Regions from separate parts of the Hordeum vulgare genome. Here region 2 is linked to region 1. A link is a contact called in public Hi-C data. All regions are on one chromosome and are shown on one strand. Each heading gives the region's core, a stretch centred on a gene start, on an enhancer-like site or on the middle of the called end of the contact. The rest is flanking DNA. Distances are from core to core; before and after follow the strand shown. Region 1 holds the start of LOC123398119 (zinc finger protein 2-like). Region 2 has its middle 200 kb from the start of LOC123398120.

Region 1 (3,093 bases), core at 416-2,915:
GGGTTTTCTTGCTTCCATAATCTGATGTGAACATACACTTCACTGGATTTGTCATAAATTTTGCATCCGAGTTGTGTTTAGAGCCATCTTCATATGTATCTTGATCTTCACGAAGAGGTCCATCTAATGGTGACTTCCAATCTTTGAATTAATATTGATATAGCTTAAGCTACTTTTTATGATTGTGTCAATTTTTAGCATCAAAAGTACGTCTAGTGTCTCGGAATTACATTGTGTATCCAACATCCAAGAAAAAGAAATAAAATAGAGGGATGCTTAGCTATCAATGGTTAGACCGGCGATGACAAGACTTATTAGAAACAAGGGAAAGTAGTGGCTGCACCCACCTCCGACGCACCCACATAGTGAACAGTAAATTCAAAAAATAAATTGAAAACAAATAAAAAATTCTGAAACTTGGTGGATGGGATATTGAGCAAATGTTTTAGGAGCCTACAAAGTTTGGTCACCAAAAACATCAAATGATCTCCATACAGAACGAAATACAAATGATGCTCTGCGCCTATGATATTATTCACATGTTTTGAGAAAAAAATTGTTTCTTTATACAAATTTCCTTGGATGTTATTTCGCCACCAAATTTTGCAAGCACCTAAAATATTTGGTCATAATCACATCCATCAAGTTTCATTTGTTTTTTGAACGGGGGTGCAATGTGCTTGGGTGCACAAAAACCACTCTCTTTGAAACAAACCCTCAACATTATTTCTCTTTATATGCAGAAACTTCTGGCCTATTCAAATCAAGCATGGTAGTTAAAAAACACTATTTAGCGAGGTTACACGCAGTGAGGCGAGCGGAAGCCACACCGCCATCATCGCTTGACCTCTTGACTGGACCCAGGCAAACCTTATTATAATAGACAATTGATAAGTCGTCGTGCTAAAACCCCATAGAGCTAGTGGACCAGAGGAACAACCATTCTCGGGGAAATAAATCGTAGATTAGAAGGATCGAACCTGTATGCACCTAAGAAAAGACATGATCCAAATAGACCCATCGAAGACCAGCACCGACTAAATCCCACGAGATCCGACGGAGACAGAAGTCCACTCGTCCTTGGACCATGCTAGGCGCAACATCGAGACGAAGATAGAAGATGTGAGACATTATGCCTACCAAAGGACATTGCCGTCATCACAAAGTTCCAATTGAATTGTGAACCTAACAAGGACGAGAATGGAGTCCCTCATGCTAATGGGATAAGGACGTCCTCCGCACTTTCATGGCCCAAAGGCCATCAGAGATGGTACAGATCAGTGGCGTCGCCGATGGGAGGAGAAGGAATGCCTAAGGTCTTCTCTTGTGGAGGAGGAAAAAAGCTTTCAATGTTTTATTTCTTACATTAACAACCTTTTTTTTTGCAATCTTTCTAACCATTTGATTGATTTGTGGCGGTAAAACTCTCACGTGAATATTGCGGATACTTGAGCGAGCTCCGGGGCAAATGGTGACGGTCAGACCAGTCAGTGAACAGTTCTTTCTCTGTCATAGGTCCACAGCTTTCGGTCCAATATCCAGCGGACAGCAGTACCCCAATCTGCTGGCGTGCAATCCTATCCGTTTACTGGCAGATCCGTCGGTACATGAAATCTCTTGTCCCTTTCATCGTTTTCCTCTTTCTCACCCTGATAGATCCTGCACAGTACGTGTGTTCCTTGGAACAAGCGTACAATACTACTCTCGAACACCTAGTTCCTCTCCTGCTCTCTACTCCCTTCTAGGGTTGTGTTGTGGGCAAATTGGGGGCACCGCTGTACACATCAATTATCCCAGACAACCAGAGTACACAAACTAACTAGCTAGCTAGTTAGTTTGCACCACCTTTGCGCCTTTACCGTCCGCCGGCCGGTCGCCGTATGGAGTTCAACGGCGGCGAGGGAGAGGGCGACATCGACCTCAACCTCTCCCTGCATCGGGCATCGTCACCGGAGCCGCTTGGCTACTTCACCTGCACCTACTGCGACAAGAAGTTCTACTCCTCCCAAGCGCTGGGCGGCCACCAGAACGCCCACAAGTTCGAGCGCAGCGTCGCCAAACGCACGCGGGAGCTGGCCGCCGCGCGCCGCCACGGCCACGCGGGCCTGGTCGGCGCTGGCGAGGAGGCCAGCAGGAGAGGGAAGGACCCGACCAGCAATGCCGCGGGGAGCTCTTCGCACAGGAGGGCGTCGTCGCCGGAGACAGCTCGCCGGGACCTCATCACCGAGGAGATCGATCTGTCTCTCAAGCTCTGATATTACTGGATCGAGAGGTTCTTGTCACTGCAAACTTATTGTCGATTCGCCTTATTAATTCCTACTTCAGTTCGTGTGATGTCTTTCTCATTTTGTGTCGAGAATTAAACCTTGCATAGAGCTTCTTCTTCCTTGTGTTCTTTTGCTAGCTTTTTTTGTTTCTGGGTCACGGTTTAGTAGTATTTACTATTTACTATATACTCCTACGTACTCATGAGCAAGGCAAATATTTATGATGAGATGCACTGCTGCAGAATGGCCGCATGCGGTATGTTACAAAGTTACTGCCTAATTGTTACAAGGATGAAAATAGCATATTACTAGGCGAGACATGGACACATGCAGTACAAGCCATGCAGCGAAGCAGCTGCAGGCGTAGCATCATAGCCTACAGATAGCTAAGGCTCATCAATAATTCTTGTAAAGCAAATCTGTGGGTGGTTCTCTGTAGGTGTGTGGTCCAGTCGGCCTTCCAATAGGATAGGATCCCCCTGTCGCTGCTGCTGCTTGTTCTGTACCGTGCATAAAACACGTGACTTATTACCTTCCTCTGTCGTTATTGGGATAGTGATACCAACTGAATAACTGTAATAATTTGAAGTGATGGGGAGGTTAACAGGTGGTTGTGCTGATGTTGCAGAAGGGAAAAGCTTGTGGAAGAGGAAAAGGCAGCTTGGAATAAAATCCCAATAAATTCTTCTGTATGTCTTTTTTGAAAAGCCAATTCTTCTGTATGTTGATGTCCACATCGAAACATCCATCTCTTCTGGTTGCGGATAAATATATATCATAATCAAATGATTACTGTATTATGGTAATCAGTTTTGTTTAGCCAATT
Region 2 (3,069 bases), core at 221-2,720, 210 kb after region 1:
TTAATGTAAAATTAGAAAATCCTACAAATTATATGTGTGCATGCACATTGTTTTCGTAGGAACATATCTTGTATCTACCCAGTTATAAATATCTAGCCTAGGTTTATTCGACAACACATAGTGAAAGCGACCTATAGCCGTGAACCATTTTATGGCCATTACATATGTCGGCTACGATGGACAAAATAAGACAAGCGTGGGAAATAAAGATAAGATTCCAACGGATTTTCGTCCATGTATCATATGTTCAAACTAAGATCGGATCGATAGTCACGTGTTTTCCCGTTGGACATAGATAAAGTTTGTTCCACCATGTTCCTACATATGGTATTAAAATTAAGCATTAACCTGGCTTAAAACGACAACACACTTGGATAGCGAAGTATAGCCAGGGACCATTTTGTGGGCATTGCATATGGCAGCTAAGATTAAGGGAACTAGACAAGCGGGGCAAATTAAGATCAAGATTCGACGGATTTCCAGGATGCTACTAGTAGCATGCTTGTGTCCTATGTTCGGTTACATACTATGAAAGAATCCATATTTGTGTATTTCCCATTCAATATACATAAAGTTTGGACCACCATGTTATTATGTACTCCCTCGTTCCAACATAAGTGTCTCAAACTTAGTATAAGTTTGTATTAGAGCTAGTATAAAGCTAAATCATTTATTTTGAGACGGAGAAAGTACTAAGAATTAACTAAGAATTAACCTTGCTTAATTCTGCAACACATAGCGAGGCTGAACTTCAGGATACAAAGTGGAGCAGAAGGCAGTACTTCCTTCATCACAGTATATTGGACGTATCTCACAGGGCTCTAGGATCTAGATGTTTTTCTATTGGTAGGAAAAACCGAGCCGATGACCTGTAGAAACGCCTAATTAATCATAAAAGTGACGCATTAGTAAACCCCGTCCACTAAACGAGCGACTTCTTCGCATGGATTGGTGGAGACGATCTCCAAAACACCCCAATTAATAGCTAATTAATGTCATGCGCCTTATTTCCTTCTAGTTATGAAAAATTGTCATTTTGAAGATACGTCCAATATACTGTAATGGAGGGAGTACCAATGTTCATCACATATATTCATTTCAGATCCCGTGGATAGGATGTTTTTCTGTTGAAAATAATAAAACTGGCTTGATTTGTCAACAAATGAGTATTCAGATGTGAGATAGAAGAAATGGATGATGTAAACTAGGTGGAATTCCATTCATAAATATTTCCGTGCACCATGGAGTCCAATTTGCATGTTTTCGTGTAGATATTGTTTAAATTCAAATCCCTCGTAAGCTAAAGCAAGCATGGTGACTTCCAGAGATAATATTTAGTCCTAGCTTTTACTTAAGATTGCAAAAATATGGGATTCAGATTTGGAACGCGTCATATATTTGGTCTTATCTTTGCAGACACATGCACCGGCCGGTACCACCTTTTGAAGTTCTCTCGCTTTCGCCCGTTAGAGCTGACAGCCTTGTCCCTTTCAACCCGAACCAACCGCATGCATTTACAGGTGGAGCTATCCACACGGGACCCCACCACTGGAAAGTAACATCGAAAAAAGGATTGCAAGAGAGAAGGATAAGCCCTTGATAATTAAATATGACCACTCGAAACCAAAAAGATCCCTAGTAGCCATCATCCATAGCTATCAACTATGCTGTAGATTTGCTTGCTGAGTACCACAAGAGACGTTAAACTGGGGCTTGCAAGAAACACGTGCTTACATATGTAACAACCTCAAATATTTCTTATAGCTAAATATTCTATGTCAATTTTCTGAAACCACTTGATCTCCTCCTTGCACACGTTCTTGTTTATCATGATCATTATCCAGCTCGAATTTTAAACATGCAAAATTGTAGCATTGTACCTATTACTCACTCGAGTTTGTTTCGCTCAAAGCAAGTACAAAAAGGGTTAAGTCGATTTTCTCTTAGAAATAACATTCATTTTTTTAGTTTGAAGAAAGAGAAAAGGAGGGATTTTTTTAAGGGAACAACCTTTGTGTTACTGCCATGCATACAACCATTCATAGAAGTGAATGTATGTAGGTGTATATCAACTACTTGATTTGACTTAATAAATTGAGATTGTTACACAGAAGTGAATGTATGTAGGTGTACATCAACCATTTAAAGTCCTCAAATAAATGGTGGCCACACAATCTCGCTGCGCATAAATGCGAAAGTACCCTCAAACTGCTAAATACGACCTCCACCCATTACATGAATATGGATAAAGATATCTGTTTGTAGCCCTTTTTGTGTGAAGAATTTTGTAGCATTTCTAGCGTGTTAACATACATGTGAATACGGATAGAGCATCCAAGAGACCGGAACCATATTGTCTCTTCTTAGAGCATCTCCAACAGACGCCCAATATTAGCGCCGCGCCCAAAAAATCACAAGTTTTGTGCGCGCGGAGTTAAAAATAGCACTCCAACAGATGCTGTATAATAGAGCACGCCCTAAAAAATATTCAGCGCGCTGGGGAAAACTGAACGAGACGCAGTATATTTCGTGCGCGAGCTCGTGCGCGCTGAAGCTCCTCGCATGCGCCCGCTGCCGGCCACCTCGCATGCGCACGCCAGCCAGCCACCTCGCATGCGCACGCCAGCCGGCCACGGCCAAGGCCAGCAGGCCGCGGCGGCGGAACAGGTCGCGGCGGCGCGCGGCGGGGCAGCTCATGGCGGCGCGCGGCGGGGCAGGTCGCGGCGGCGGCGCGCGGCGGGGCAGGTCGCGGCCATGGCGGGGCGGGGAGGAGCAGGTCGCGGCCACAGCCACGGCGGCGAGTTGGGTGCGGATGATTTTGGGCGTCTGCTGGAGATGGTACGCACGTTAATATTTTTGAGCGGCTGTTGAAGATGTTCGTTCATCCGGCGCGGTAAAACGCTATTTTGACGCTGTAAATTTTTTTTAGCGCGCGGCTTGGTAGCGCTGGAGATGCTCTTAATTTGGTGTAGATATATAGCTACATCATGTGAACCGGCAAGTTTCGGGCCAAGATAAAACATTTACGCTGCACATGAGAACTTAAAACACTTGTGACGTGTTTGGTAG

What was found. Hi-C and Micro-C count contacts between places; a contact is called where the count stands out from the background.
Region 2: a contact with region 1 is called in a Hi-C map of leaf, with 5 times the contacts expected there. The contact joins the enhancer-like site here to the promoter of LOC123398119 in region 1. A contact is called at or near these places in 4 of 6 Hi-C or Micro-C datasets (leaf and seedling).

The regions. Positions count from the first base shown.
Region 1 is chr5H:437,680,775-437,683,867 of MorexV3_pseudomolecules_assembly, forward strand. LOC123398119 (zinc finger protein 2-like) reads left to right here and starts at 1,666. Exons shown (of 2, transcript XM_045092624.1): 1 at 1,666-2,272; 2 at 2,896-3,027. The coding sequence starts at 1,881. The coding sequence ends at 2,255.
Region 2 is chr5H:437,889,976-437,893,044 of MorexV3_pseudomolecules_assembly, forward strand. No RefSeq gene overlaps it. Among protein-coding and RNA genes, the nearest start is that of LOC123398120, 200 kb to the left of the region's middle. Within about 2 kb of position 1,471, at least 2 of the 3 cell types and tissues checked have open chromatin away from gene starts, as enhancers often do. A contact at or near this core is called in leaf, where this site is marked.